2 separate regions of the Anser cygnoides genome follow, and region 2 is linked to region 1. A link is a contact called in public Hi-C data. All regions are on one chromosome and are shown on one strand. Each heading gives the region's core, a stretch centred on a gene start, on an enhancer-like site or on the middle of the called end of the contact. The rest is flanking DNA. Distances are from core to core; before and after follow the strand shown.

What was found. Hi-C and Micro-C count contacts between places; a contact is called where the count stands out from the background.
Region 2: a contact with region 1 is called in a Hi-C map of liver, with 8 times the contacts expected there. The contact joins the promoter of LRRC59 here to the promoter of FDXR in region 1. A contact is called at or near these places in 2 of 7 Hi-C or Micro-C datasets (both in liver).

Annotation. Positions count from the first base shown.
Region 1 is chr19:6,148,228-6,154,585 of Taihu_goose_T2T_genome, reverse strand. FDXR (ferredoxin reductase) reads right to left here and starts at 3,534. Exons shown (of 11, transcript XM_048064212.2): 1 at 3,435-3,534; 2 at 2,000-2,097; 3 at 924-1,019. The coding sequence starts at 3,474. LOC125182818 (a long non-coding RNA gene) reads left to right here and starts at 2,729. Exons shown (of 2, transcript XR_010825843.1): 1 at 2,729-2,835; 2 at 4,148-5,416. FADS6 (fatty acid desaturase 6) reads right to left here. Exons shown (of 6, transcript XM_066980077.1): 6 at 5,422-5,995. The coding sequence ends at 5,846.
Region 2 is chr19:6,308,444-6,314,934 of Taihu_goose_T2T_genome, reverse strand. It overlaps LRRC59 (leucine rich repeat containing 59), which reads left to right and starts at 1,464. Exons shown (of 7, transcript XM_048064170.2): 1 at 1,464-1,733; 2 at 2,058-2,117; 3 at 2,632-2,790; 4 at 3,132-3,236; 5 at 3,928-4,000; 6 at 4,680-4,853; 7 at 5,499-6,311. The coding sequence starts at 1,629. The coding sequence ends at 5,743.

The sequences.
Region 1 (6,358 bases), core at 2,285-4,784:
GGACCGCCTCTGCCAGCCTCTCATTTCAAGCCTTCCTGAAACCCACTGCACCAAGAGAAGGGCACAAGGCAGGACAGCACCTGAAGCCTTTTCTCCTGAGAGATTGCAGCTATTCAGCAGAAGGACCCCTGATTTCCCTGCAGGTACAACCTGACCCAGTCTGGTAACAAGATGCATACACCATAATGGGAAAGCTGCCCCAAACCTATATATATATACTCCTTGTCCTTCAGACCAAAGGGAGGCAGGCATTTTGGTCTATCACCAGACGATCTCCAGGGATTAAACGGGGAAACCATCCCAAGATATTGCTGTCTGCATCTCCCACTGCAACCACCTCCACCCCAGCCCAGACACAGCAGCCAGCTCTGCATACAACTCCCACCCGCTGCAAGGCAAAGGGAAAGGGCTGATTTAAAAGAGCTCCTTGGTTTAACTTCTCCCTGCTCGGGTGTGCACCTACAGCCCAACTCCACCACCCCAACAGCGGATCCATGTTCCCAGTCTCCCTCGATGGGTAAGGCCGAGTACAGACAAACCACTGCACTCCCAGGGTAGGGCAGAGCACGAGAGGAACAGCCTGTGCTGGTGCTGCAGCAGCTGCAGGAGAGCATAAAGCATCCTGGAAGAAGATTATCAGAGCTTTGTTCTTGTTCTGGCCAGTCTGAACAGCACAGGGAGTCTGTCCTGGAGCAGCACTTCCCACCACACGGCCACTGTGTTTCTGACCCGGTGTTCAGAGCCCTGAAGCCAGATGTTCCCTAGGACAGCACGGCCTTGCTGGGCCTCAGCAAGGACAAGGAGATGGTAACATCAAAGGATCCTGCCCAAAGCTAGCCGTGAAGGACACCAACTGCCTGGTCTGCACCCGCCATCATCATCATCTTCAAATGTAGCAGCAAAGGAAGGAAACCAGCACTGACCTTCACTTCGGGGTGGTCTGGAGCCACACCAAACCGCACGAGCCCGAAGGGAACGGGCAGCTTCTCATAGATGTCCACTTGTGCCAGGTCGTGGTGCTACAGGGGAGCAAAACCGCCATGAAGGAAATGGGGGCGGAAAGGCCCCGTGAGCCCGGCAGCTCGGGAGGGACACACATCGCACCACACGAGGCCCCGTCACGTACAGGGCAGTGCCGTACCTGCTCCTGCCAGCTCAGACCACACGGCGCGGCGCAGGATATGACCCCAGCCATCATCACCTACCTCTTGTGGAGGCTCTGTCCTGTCACCCACCCCACAGCCCCTCTGCCACGCTGACCGGGGGACTAAACAGGGTCCTGGGGGGGTCCCCTGTGCTGACACTGAGCTCAGCACCCTCGGTGCTGGTCACCCACTGGGCTGAGAGCCACTGTGCTGGGTGACCCCAGGGTGGGGCCGGAGCTTCAGACAGATGTTTTGTTGCAAGGGCTCTGTTATCTTGTATTTGGAGCCAGCCTCTTCCCAGAGATTAGGCAGCCCTGAAATTTGTCCCTGAGGCTTAGCGACGGCTATTTTCCAGCACGGAGCAGAGACAATGCGGCACGGTTTAACGGCAGGGTTAAGCTGTCTCTGGTCAGACCTCATTCAGTCGGTGCTTCGGTCTCGTTTCCCACCAGAGACTAGCCACAGCACCAACACCTGCGGCCACGGCCACCGGGACACAAAGCACCCTTGTGCCCCAGGGGGACGGGGAGGAGCCAGGGAAGCAGGTAGTGGGTCGCTGCTGTTTATTTGATTCCAGAAAAATCACTCAGTCTTAGCTCGCAGCAACCTCTCCACCCCCTGCTCCAGCCCAGATAACCCAGGGACATCACCCCAGCCCTACAGTGGAAGGGGTCAGGATGACTGTGTAGGACCAGCGCTGTTCCAAGCAGCCCCCCAGTGACACCACACCTGGCCGGAGCAGGGACAGAAGCCCCCAAACCATTCCCCAGACCCCTGGAAGTGCCGAGAGGCCTCGCTCAGTGGGCAGGCCCCAGCCCAGCAGCACCCTGTGCCCCCAGCCCACACCCTGGTACCTTGAGGAGGTGCTGAGCCGTGTAGAACCCTGCGGGGCCGCTGCCCACCACGCACACCCGGGGGGCCGGGGCACGCGAGGACAGCCACCGGCGGGCACCTGGAGGGGCAAAGGACCGAGGAGACATGATGGTGGGATCCTGTGTGAGCTGCTAGCCCCTCTGAGACACCCTAAACCCCCCCACCAGCTCCCCCCGAGTCCCCCAGCACCCCCGAAGATCCCCCACCAGCCCCTCTGAGCCCCCCAGCACCCTCCTGAGCCCCCTCAGCACCCCATTGAGCCCTTCAGCACCCTTCTGAGCCCCCCTAGCACCCTGCTGAGCCCCCTCCAGCACCCCTCTGAGCCCCCCCAGCACCCCATCGAGCCCCTCAGCACCCCCCTAAGCCCCACCAACACCCCCCGAGCCCCTCATCACCCCCCCACCAACCCCCCCGAGCCCCCCAGCACCCCCATGAGCCCCCCGTCACCCCCCACCAACCCCCCCGAGCCCCCCAGCACCCCCATGAGCCCCCCCGTCACCCCCCACCAACCCCCCCGAGCCCCCCAGCACCCCCATGAGCCCCCCCCCAGCACCCCTCGGCCCCCCCCAGCACCCACCGAGGCGTGCAGCTCCCCCCACCCCAGCCATGGCCTCCCCGGGGGGCGGCAGGACGCCGCGGGGCGCTCCCCCCAGATATACCCGGCCGCCCCCGGCCCCCCCCCGGCCGTCCCCCCCCCCGGTGCCAGCGGGCGGAGCTCCCTCCCGCCCGGGGCCGGCCCCGCGGCTGCCGCCCAGCACCGAGCACCGCACCGGGACCCCCGGACCCAATGCGGGCAGGGGGGGGACGGGGCCCTGCTGTAAGACCCCAGGGATGCTCAGCACCGGGACTGGGATCGGGGACCGGGATTGGGATCAGGATTGGGATTGGGGACCAGGACCGGGACCGGGAGCGGGGACCGGGAGCGGGGATCGGGACCTGGATCGGGATTAGGACCGGGATCGGGGACCTGGATCGGGGACCGGGACCAGGATCGAGACCGGGATCGGGATTGGGACCGGGATCGGGAAGCGGGACCGGGATCGGGGACTGGGGACCGGGACCGGGATTGGGACGGGGATCGGGAACCGGGATCGGGGACCTGGACCGGGATCGAGACCAGAATCGGGACCGGGATCGGGGACCGGGACCTGGATCGCGACGGGGACCGGGATCGAGACCAGGATCGGGATTGGGGACCGGGATCGGGGACCGGGATCGGGGACCGGGATCGGGAACCGGGACCGGGATCGGGGACCGGGATCGGGATCAGGGACCGGGACCGGGATCAGGGACCGGGAACTCGATCGGGGACCGGGACCTGGATCGCGGACTCGAATCGGGATCGGGACCGGGATCGCCCCTCCCGACCCCCGCCGCTCCCCCCCGCCCCGTCCCCCCCCCGTGCCCCCCCCTCACCGGCCCCGCCGCCCCTCCAGCACGCTCCGCCCGGCCCCATCCCGGCCGCCGCCACCGCCCCTCCTCCCCGCCGCCCAATCAGGAGGCAGAACGGCCCCTCTATTTGCATAACCCCGCCCCCGCGGCCACCCGGAGCAGGAAGCGGGCAGCACCATAGAGAGGCAGGGAGGGAAGGGCCGCGTCGGGGCCGCGCTAGCCAGCGCCCTCTATGGGTGAGTCCTCCACGGTACCCAGGGGAGGTGAGCCCATCAGTGCCTGGGCTTTAATTGCGCTGGGTTAATTAATGCACAGAGTGGTTTATTGTAAAGGGCTCCTGGGGAAAGCGAGCCCAGAGAATGGTCCTTAAGCCATCCTCACGTGCTGCAGCAAGCCGGGAACAACCCGCAGCATCCCCCAGGGGTGGTGAAGGGGCCGGTGCTGGAGGCTCCCAGCTCCGGTCTCTGTGAGGGGCCCTGTTTTGTCCCTGTTTTATTTGTTTTTAAGTCCCTGTTATTGCATTTCATCCCCCATTACTGCACGTCAGATCTCACACAGGGCACAGCGATGGGCTCCGGGGGCACAGCGGCTGGGCAGAGGCAGAACGGGTGCCGGGGGTCAGGCAGGCACCGACGGGGCTTCTCTAAAACCAGTTTGGACTGAGGGGAGCTTACAGCCCGAATCTGCTTTTAATAAGTGTGGTAAAACCCCCACATGTCTTCTCTCACATGCTCCAGACTCGGTTCCTGGCCATCTGCTTGGGGCGAGGAGCGGCGTTTCCAGCAGCTTTAAGGCCCGTGTTTGCACTCCCAAGCCCCAGAATTAGTGCAACACAGCCCCCAGTGCACTGCCCAGAGAGACAGGGCTGGTGGTGTAATCCCAATATCAGCATTATAACGTCACCCGTAGCAAGGGGAATCACTCAAGGCAGAAATCCGGGGGGTTCTGAGCACAGGTCCCCAGAAATCTCCCTTTTAGGCAGAAGCAATGAGTTTGTTTCACTGACCTCTGCCAAAGCTGCCACCTCTGACAGCAAATAAAGGCATATTTAAAGGTGTATTTCCCAAACAAGTCACCTCCCGCTGGCTGAAGACCCTCAGTGTTTGCCACTAGATGACACTGCATTAAACAAGATCCCCCCAAACCCCCTGTGCACAGGGCTGGTGATCCCAGAAATGCTTAAAAACATTTTGGTACACATCTCTTTGCATCAGGGGAGGAGAATGAGCATTTTCTGCCCACCCTGCTCCCTAACAGGGGGGGGGCAAAAAGCTGAAGGTCCGCTTGATGCCAAAATGACCCAATCTGGACCAAAAGCACCACTTGTAGGAACTCACCCTGAGTTATTTTGGCACACGCAGCAGAGCCTGGCTCTGCCCCCCTGAGCCCTGCCACCCCCAGAGCCTCCCTCCCGCAGACATCACAAAATGCATGCTCTGGGATTTTTGCCCTTTGGATGTTTCACAATGTTCTGGATCAATAAAACCGCACAGGAGAGGACACGGTGACCCCAGCACCAGCATAGGGGCTGCTCCACGGTGCCAGCATCCCCCGGGAAATCCTATCTGTGCCCCACAGAAGCGAATCCAGGGACAGGTTAGTGAAACCCAGGGTTGGTGCCACCTCTTGTGCTGGTCCCAGTTTGACCAGTTGCCTTCTCTGCTTCACTCACCCCCATCCCCCATTGGGATGAACTTTGTTATTGGGCTTGCAGGGTCGAGATAACAAAACCGCCTGGGGAAAGGCAGTGCCAGCATCCTCCCCCCTGGCAGCGGCCCAGCAGGATGAGTCCAGCCCCGGCTGAATGGGAACATCTCCCAGGCTCGTGCAGGCTGGAAATCTGCCTGTCATCCTCCTGCTGAGCCCTGAAAAAGGCCTGGCAGGAACCGCGGCTGCCGTTGGGGTCCCCCCCAGCACCCCCAATACAGACACCCCTGTGTGAGGCAGGACCCCCACAGGATTTGCTCCAGAAAAAAAAAAAATAAAATAAAGAAGATCCACAGCAAGAGGCTGAGGCTGATTTGTCAAATTCTTGTTCCTGGAGGCACTGCTCGCCCCCCAGGTCGGGTAAAGCACAGCAGCAGTGACAGCCCCTCCGGGGGTCAGCAGAGCCCCCCCCACATCCTCAGCATCTCCCCACAGCCCCCAGGTGTAGGAAGGGTGCCCAGGGGACACGTCCCTGCCCGGGGCCCACAGCCAGCAGGGGGCTTGGCTTTGCTCTCCCAGGCGTGAACACAGAGCGGGTGAAGCTAAACCCTGGTTGTGAGTGGCTCTGGGGGGCCAGGACCCCCTTCGGGACCTCAGGACCCCCTTCAGGACCCTGGCGTTGGCATGGCTCAGCCCTTTTCCTGGTGCAGCTACCCAAAAGCAAGCCCTCAGGGAGAGGCATTCCCCACACGACTGCTCAGGGGACCCCCGCCGGCAGCCCCCCCGCCTCACTGGATGCCCACCAGCTCCGTTATGGGGGGCGCGTGGACCATCAGCTCCTCGTACCGCCGCAGGAAGAGCCGCAGCCTGGCGCAGTAGGTGTCCTCGTTGTAGGGCAGCTGCTTCTCCCTCAGGTACCGGGACACAACAGGTTTGATCTGCAGGGGCAGGGACACAGTCACCCCATGCAGCAGGGCTGACGTTTGCAGGTTTCCAGCCTGGCTCCCTGACCACGAGACCCCACTCGTCCCCAAACAGGGCTGGAGAGGCACAAGCCACCACCCTGCTGTGAAAATTAAAAGGAAGGCAGCATCCAGCTGCAGCAATGAGGGGAATTCCCCTGGCCAAACGCCTCGGTAGGGTTAGGACAGATGTCCTAATGAGGCTTTTAATGAGGGCTGGCCCCACACACTCCCCATGTGTCCCCACAGTTATCCCCACGTGGTGTGGTTGGTCCTACCCGCCCCATCAGCACAACCCTTGTGCCAGCGCTCCCTCCTCACAATTATTCCATTTCTATC
Region 2 (6,491 bases), core at 215-2,714, 160 kb before region 1:
TGACCTTTCTTTCCACGTTCGGATCACTAGGCTAAAGAGTGAAGCCCGGTTAGGTATTAAACAAAGAATTATACAGGAGTTAACGTGACCTTCACGTCTGGGTATGTTTGTTTGGGATGGTCAAGGCCTGAGACTTTGAGATGGCAGCCTGACAAGTAACACTTCACGCACACCGAGTGATCTATCATTTCTCTCTAATGAAGATTCAAAAATCTGCCTTGAAGTTAACCACGGGTAGGTGGCGCACACTCCAGGCGTTCCAGTCTCCGCAGCACTGCACACATGAAGGCATTTTCTACACATGCACAAGGTTTCACCCAGGCCCCCTCTGAGCCTCCACGTGGAGGACTCCGCGTGCCTCTGCCAGGATGGCCGGGGTGCCCGTCAGAGGGCAGCAGGGGCCGTGCTGCTGCACGAGACCCCACAGGAGCCCACCCTAGCTCTGGGTAACTCGGGTCACCTCCCTTGGTGTCCATGTCGGGAGACCTGGCGATGCACGACTTTCCCCCCTGTCCCTGGCACAGATCTGGCCCTTCCTTGCCCTCTGAAACTCGCTGAGAAAGGCTGAGGCACAGGGGAGGTGCTTGCGTAACCGGACCTCGCTTTTCTCACACGAGGGCTCTGTAATGTCAGCTTGCCACCGGGAGGTGCGATAACCTGCTTTGTGAACCTACAGAACCTCCTGGGTGGGAGCACGTCAACTTTAGGCAAATTTCATTAGACTTTCTGTGAGACAAATCTGTGTTTGCTGTTTGTGATGCCTTTGCTCAGAGACTCCTGTGATCTCGGTCCCATCTGTGCTGAGGTAAGCAGATCTCAGTGCTGGAAGAGGCCTAGAGGCAACCCAAAGCCTAACCAAGGCACCCGGGGGGCAGAAGTGCTGGAGCAGTTATAAACAACTTTGCAAGAGCATTAACACCGCGATTTGCATAGGGGCAAGCAAAGCCAAGGCTGGTACTCGCTGCAATCCCATTACTGGTAATACCAACTTGGCTCTGTCCCAGGCTCCTTTTTTTGACTTTCCCACCAGTGGGTCAGGCAAGGCAAGAGAGCACTTTGCTCGTGTAGTGCTGGAGCTTTTGGATCGAAGGAGGAGTAATAGCTGCAGAATTCCTCCTTGGAAAGAGGAACACCTTGGTGCAAAAAAAAAAAAGACACAAAAAAAAAACCCCAAGTGTGGCGCTTTGATTATGGACACCACGACGAGAACGAAGCGACGGCACCCAGTGCTGTGAGACAAGGCACAGACCGCTCAGCTTGCCCGCGATCTGCTGCCGAGGATGCTCCGAAGCAGCAGCGGCCGAGTGCCGGCGAGGAGGGGACGCAGGAGCCCTCGGAGCCCCCCGCCGAGCCTCCGAGCAGCCGGGGGGCAGCGGTGCGGCCCCGGGGGGGGAGCCGAGCGCGGCGCTCCGGGCCGGCAGAGGGCGCTGGGGACCCTCCCGGTGCCGCCGGCCCGAGCGAGGACGTGGCCGCGGAAGTGGGTGGCGGGGAGCGGGGAGCGGCGTGGCTCGGCCTGGCCCGGCGGCTCCGCGTCGGCCCGCTCCGCACCGCTCCGCACCGCGCTGCCCCCGCCGCTCCGCGCCGCCCCGCGGCCCCGCGCCTCCCGCAGCGCCGCCCGCGGCGGGGCCATGGCGCGGGGCGGCGGCAAGGCGGGGAGCCTGAAGGACAAGCTCGACGGCAACGAGCTGGACCTGAGCCTGTGCGATCTGAGCGAGGTGCCCGTCAGGGAGCTGGTGAGCGGCTGGCGGCGGGGAGGTGCCGGGCGGTGCCCCCCCGGGGGTTCGGGGAGAGCTGCGCACCGCGGCCGGGGGTGTCCGAGCCGGCCTGCGGGTTGATAACGTGGCCGAGAGGAGGGCTCGCAGGTCCTGGCGGGCAGAGAGGCTGCGTGGCTGTGAGCACGGGAATTCTGCCTTCCGGCTCTAAAGCCAGGATGCTGAGTCCGGACCCCGTCAGGAACAGCCCTGAGGAGGAACCCGCGGGCTGGGTGGAAGAAAAGTAGCACGTGCAGTCCCGGTTTGTATCTACCTGGGGGCCCAAGCACTTTGTTTCTCTTTCAGGCTGCGCTCCCGAAGGCAACGATATTGGATTTGTCCTGTAACAACCTCATCTCCTTGCCGGTAAGATGCTGGAGGGGGCCTCTGTGAAGATAAGGAGGGTCTGCTAGGAAATATTTAGGAGAGATAAATAGTGCTCCAGCAGAGCAGGGAGGCTCGGAAATGGCCCTTTACTCCTTGTGGGGTGGCTGAATGGCACTGCTGCCGATTAAGGGTCGGTACGGGTGGGTAGCTCTTACTGAGACACGTAGCACCTAACGAGGGAGGTCAAACTGAACAACGGTTGCAGCATCTTCCCGCCAAAGGATCCCAACGTGAACACAGACCGGTTTCCTTGCCAGTGGAAATTCGGTTTTCGGTTGTCCTGCTGCACACCACCACGTTTGGTTTGTCTGTCCTGTCTGTCCCACTGGCACCTACCTCTCTCTTCCGAGAGATTTTCCTCCAGCTGCAGTCCTGGGCTAAGTTCAGGATTTGTGCCTTACGTAAGGTGCAGGCTACCTCAGCGCATTCCCTGCTAAGGTTCCTTCGTTAAGATGCTGACAAGATTTTTCTGCTTTTTGTATCTGGCTTTTAGTCCGACTTCTGTAGTTTGATGCACCTGGTGAAACTGGATCTGAGCAAAAATCGCCTTCAACAGCTGCCTTTGGACTTTGGCCGCCTGGTCAATCTGCAGCATCTGGACCTCCTGAACAACCGTTTAGTCACCCTGCCAGTCAGCTTTGCACAGCTCAAGGTAAAACTGTTTGCTGGGCAGTTACGTAAAGCTTTGGGATGCAAGCCAGGGTCTTGTGATCCTTCTCAAGTTGATTTCCCTGGTAAAGCATCCATCCTGATGACTACCCATTCCAAAATTCAGCTGTCTCTGCACCACAGCTCAGTGGAAATTATCTCACATCTATTGAAAAGACCTCTGCCTGAGCTCACTGCTTGTCTTCCATACCTGTTTCGTTCTTATGAAGCGGCTCTTTGCTTCTGCTTTGGATCTCTTAAATAATTACAGGACCGTTGTGCTGTTTGTGGTCAGCTGCTTGCTGTGTGCTCTTACAGCCTCCCCTTTGTCGTTCCTTCCTGCAGAACCTGAAGTGGCTGGATCTGAAGGACAATCCCCTGGATCCCGTTCTAGCTAAAGTAGCCGGAGACTGCCTGGACGAGAAGCAGTGTAAACAGGCTGCTGTCAGGGTAAGGAACCTGCTTGCTCTTTTATTGTTTTTTCCTCACTTAGCTCTGTCGGTGCATGGCTTTTCCTCTTTTTGCTTAGCAAGCTGGGCAGCTGCTGCTGCAGCACTCTGAAATTTCTTCAGCCAGTGAGGTGCTGGTTCACTGCACTGACTTCACTGCTTCCGTGCCTAGAGAGGGAAAACACCAGGCTGAGCAGGACTCTCTTCCATCGCCAAGGAAGCAAAGGGACACTCAGAGAAAATAATCTGTGTGTAGGCTTGTACTCCAGTGTACAAAAATCTTTGGAGAAGTTCTGGCAAACTATAGGGTCATGTAAATAGTTATTGCTGGGAGCTGTGGAGCAAGAAGAGGTAAAAATCTGTGCCTGTGCCACTGCCTTGTCGTGCTGTTCCTTGCAGGAATTCAGTTTGCTGAAACCAAAATCGTTCTGTGATCCTCTGTATCAGCTAGCATCATTTGCCACGTTTGCTCTTCTGACACCCAGACCTGCTTCTTAACTGCAGAGGTTCATGCAGGAAGGTCTGAGCTCTCTTCAGAGCTGTACCTGCAGGGCTAAGGCAGCTGTGTGCAAACTCAGGGCTTGGTTAGACCCAGCCGACTGTCCTCAGCTACGCTCCAACGGTTCTGTTTTGAACTGGCTACGCAATGAGCCTTCTGCAGAGCTCTCAGGTTGTTTTCTTGGGCCTTGAAGGTACTGCAGCATATGAAAGTGATCCAGTCTGAGCAGGACCAAGAAAGACAACGGAAGCTCCAAGCAGAGCGAGGTAAGCACTAAGTTCTCACACACACATTGCTGAGTTCTGTTCCCAATCTTTAACATGCCCATATATATTGATTGCCAGCTAGCAACTATTTGGAACTGTCAGAATTTTGTGTTTGTGACTACCAGGGAGTCCTAGGGTAGGAGGGCCAGAGGGAGAAAGATAGTCTGGGATCACTGTGCTATTTGTTGTCTCAACAACAGAATCTTAGAATGGTTTGGGTTGAAAGGGACCTCAAAAATCCATGGGCAGGGACAACTTCCACTGGACCAGGCTGCTCAAAGCCCCATCCAGCGTGGCCTTGAACACGCCCAGGAGTGGGACATGTTAGGTCCCCAGCTGGAACGTTCTATGGGTTGCACATAAAGTATATGAAAGAAGAGCACAGGATTTATTTTAAGGGAAGCCTAAATTTGAGGTAGCAAGATGGAAGATATGTAATAAAAAACAGCAACAAAAACAAGCAACAAAACAAAAGTCCACCACAGGGGTTATTTAATTTCACAGAATCAAAGAATGGCTAAGGGTGTAAGGGTGCAGTCCCCATGCTACAGCAGGTTGCCCAGGATTGTGTGCAGGGATTTGCTTCCTCGTTCCAACTGGGAACAGATAAGCAGATAATAAAGAAGAAGGCAATAACAACTCTTTAAATTAAAGGAAAAAACTTCCTATTAATCCCCAGAAATGGAGAAGAAGCGTGAAGCTGAACAGCGAGCCAGGGAGGCTCAAGAAAGGGAACTGAGGAAGCGAGAGAAGGCAGAGGAAAAGGAACGCAGAAGACGGGAGTACGATGCTCAGAGAGCTGCAAAACAGGAGATGGAAAAGAAAACTAAAAAAGAAACCGTGCAAACTCGAAGTAAGTAGCATCCACAGTGAGTCCAAATAAAGACTGTAGTGTGATAATTTAATGTATGCCTTGAGCACTGCGTAGGCAAAATAAGCAGAGGAGAATGAATAAGACCACTGCTATAGAACTGCAACATATTTTTAGTCTGCATCCTATTTTTGATGCCAGATTTGCTTTTATGCAGTCCAGGTACTGAGAGAGAGCAAGAGTGGTGTGGAAACAGCACAGCAGTAGAGCTTGTTAGAAGCCTTACAGGTGGACAGCTGTAGCTGAGGAACAGTGCTGCAGTATCCGGGATGAACTGAAGAACTTTCTGAATTTTGTAGTTAAGCAAGTGTTCCTGAGAACCTCCCTCCACTCCTTTCTTCTTAGATGTACTGAACTATATCGTTAAAAACAGATCTTGTGCAACACAGAGATGCTTTACTGCCTTTACTTCCATGGGCAGAAGTGAAAATCTCAAACTTCTCATGTAAGTGGGGAGATTTTGTGCATTTATTTATTGACCAGAGTTAAGTGATGAGGATTCATGAGAAAAGACAACCGTAGCACAGGCTAAAGCACGTTACCTGAGCAGCATGCTTCTGCATGTAATTGTTAAAGATATTTGACTAAATCCTCACATTCTTGATCTTGCAAACGTTCTTGTTACAGAGCCTGCCTCCAGTTCTCGTCCTCCTCAGCCGCCCCGGCACAAGCACTCCTGGTCACGGTCAGTGCTGAGGGTCCTGCTGCTGGTGCTGCTGTGCATCCTCTGTACTTTGGCTGTCTGCAAGCTGACAGAGCTACAACATCAACCGCTGTGCATCAGCGTGAACACTCTCTACGAGGATGTGGTAGCTGCTGTGCAAAACCATAAATCCCTGCAAAACCTGCTACACCAGAACTCGCAGCAGTGATCGTCCGGAACGGGCACTCGCTTCGTCAGCATCTCCTGCCACCATCCATGCAGCCAGAATTCCTATGGAATTGTGTTCTGATGAAACTGCTTCTAATCAGTCAGCATCGATTTGCTGGTCCACTCCACGTAGAGCAGAGTTATTGTTTGGATCATCTTTGCTGTGCGTGTTTCTCAGTTGGCCTGTAAACTCTTATTTGCCCAGATTAACTTACTTAAATTTGTTAATACTTCTTGCCTCCAAGGAATTTTTACCTAGATTGTGAGAGACAGAAAGTTGCCAGTTTATAGAAGCGGGGGAAATTAAAAAAAAAAAAGCCTTACAGTTATCTAGGTGGCTATAGCTCTATAATGGAGGTATAAGTTTTGTAATACATATCCATTTCTTGCTCTCATTTCTATTAATGCTAAAAATCAGTGATATGGCTGTATGGGGTTGATATATGTAGGCCTCCTCCAGGACCAATTACAAGTTTGTGGAATGGCTGTGCATCCTTATGTTGGAGTGAAGAAGCTGATGTACTCTTGAAAAAAGCTGAAAGTTTTCAATACAACAGTTTTCGCATCAATTTGTCTCCACTGGATGTTTATGTTGCTAATGCATAACACCCATTGTTTTAATTGGAGTTAAATAATTTTAGCAGTTTAAAAATAACCTCTGGCTGCATACAGTAACCACTCATTTTAGCCAGCTAGTGCCAACAAAGGAGCTGCAGCTTAAGAAGAGCTTCTTGCCAGTCTGCAGCCTC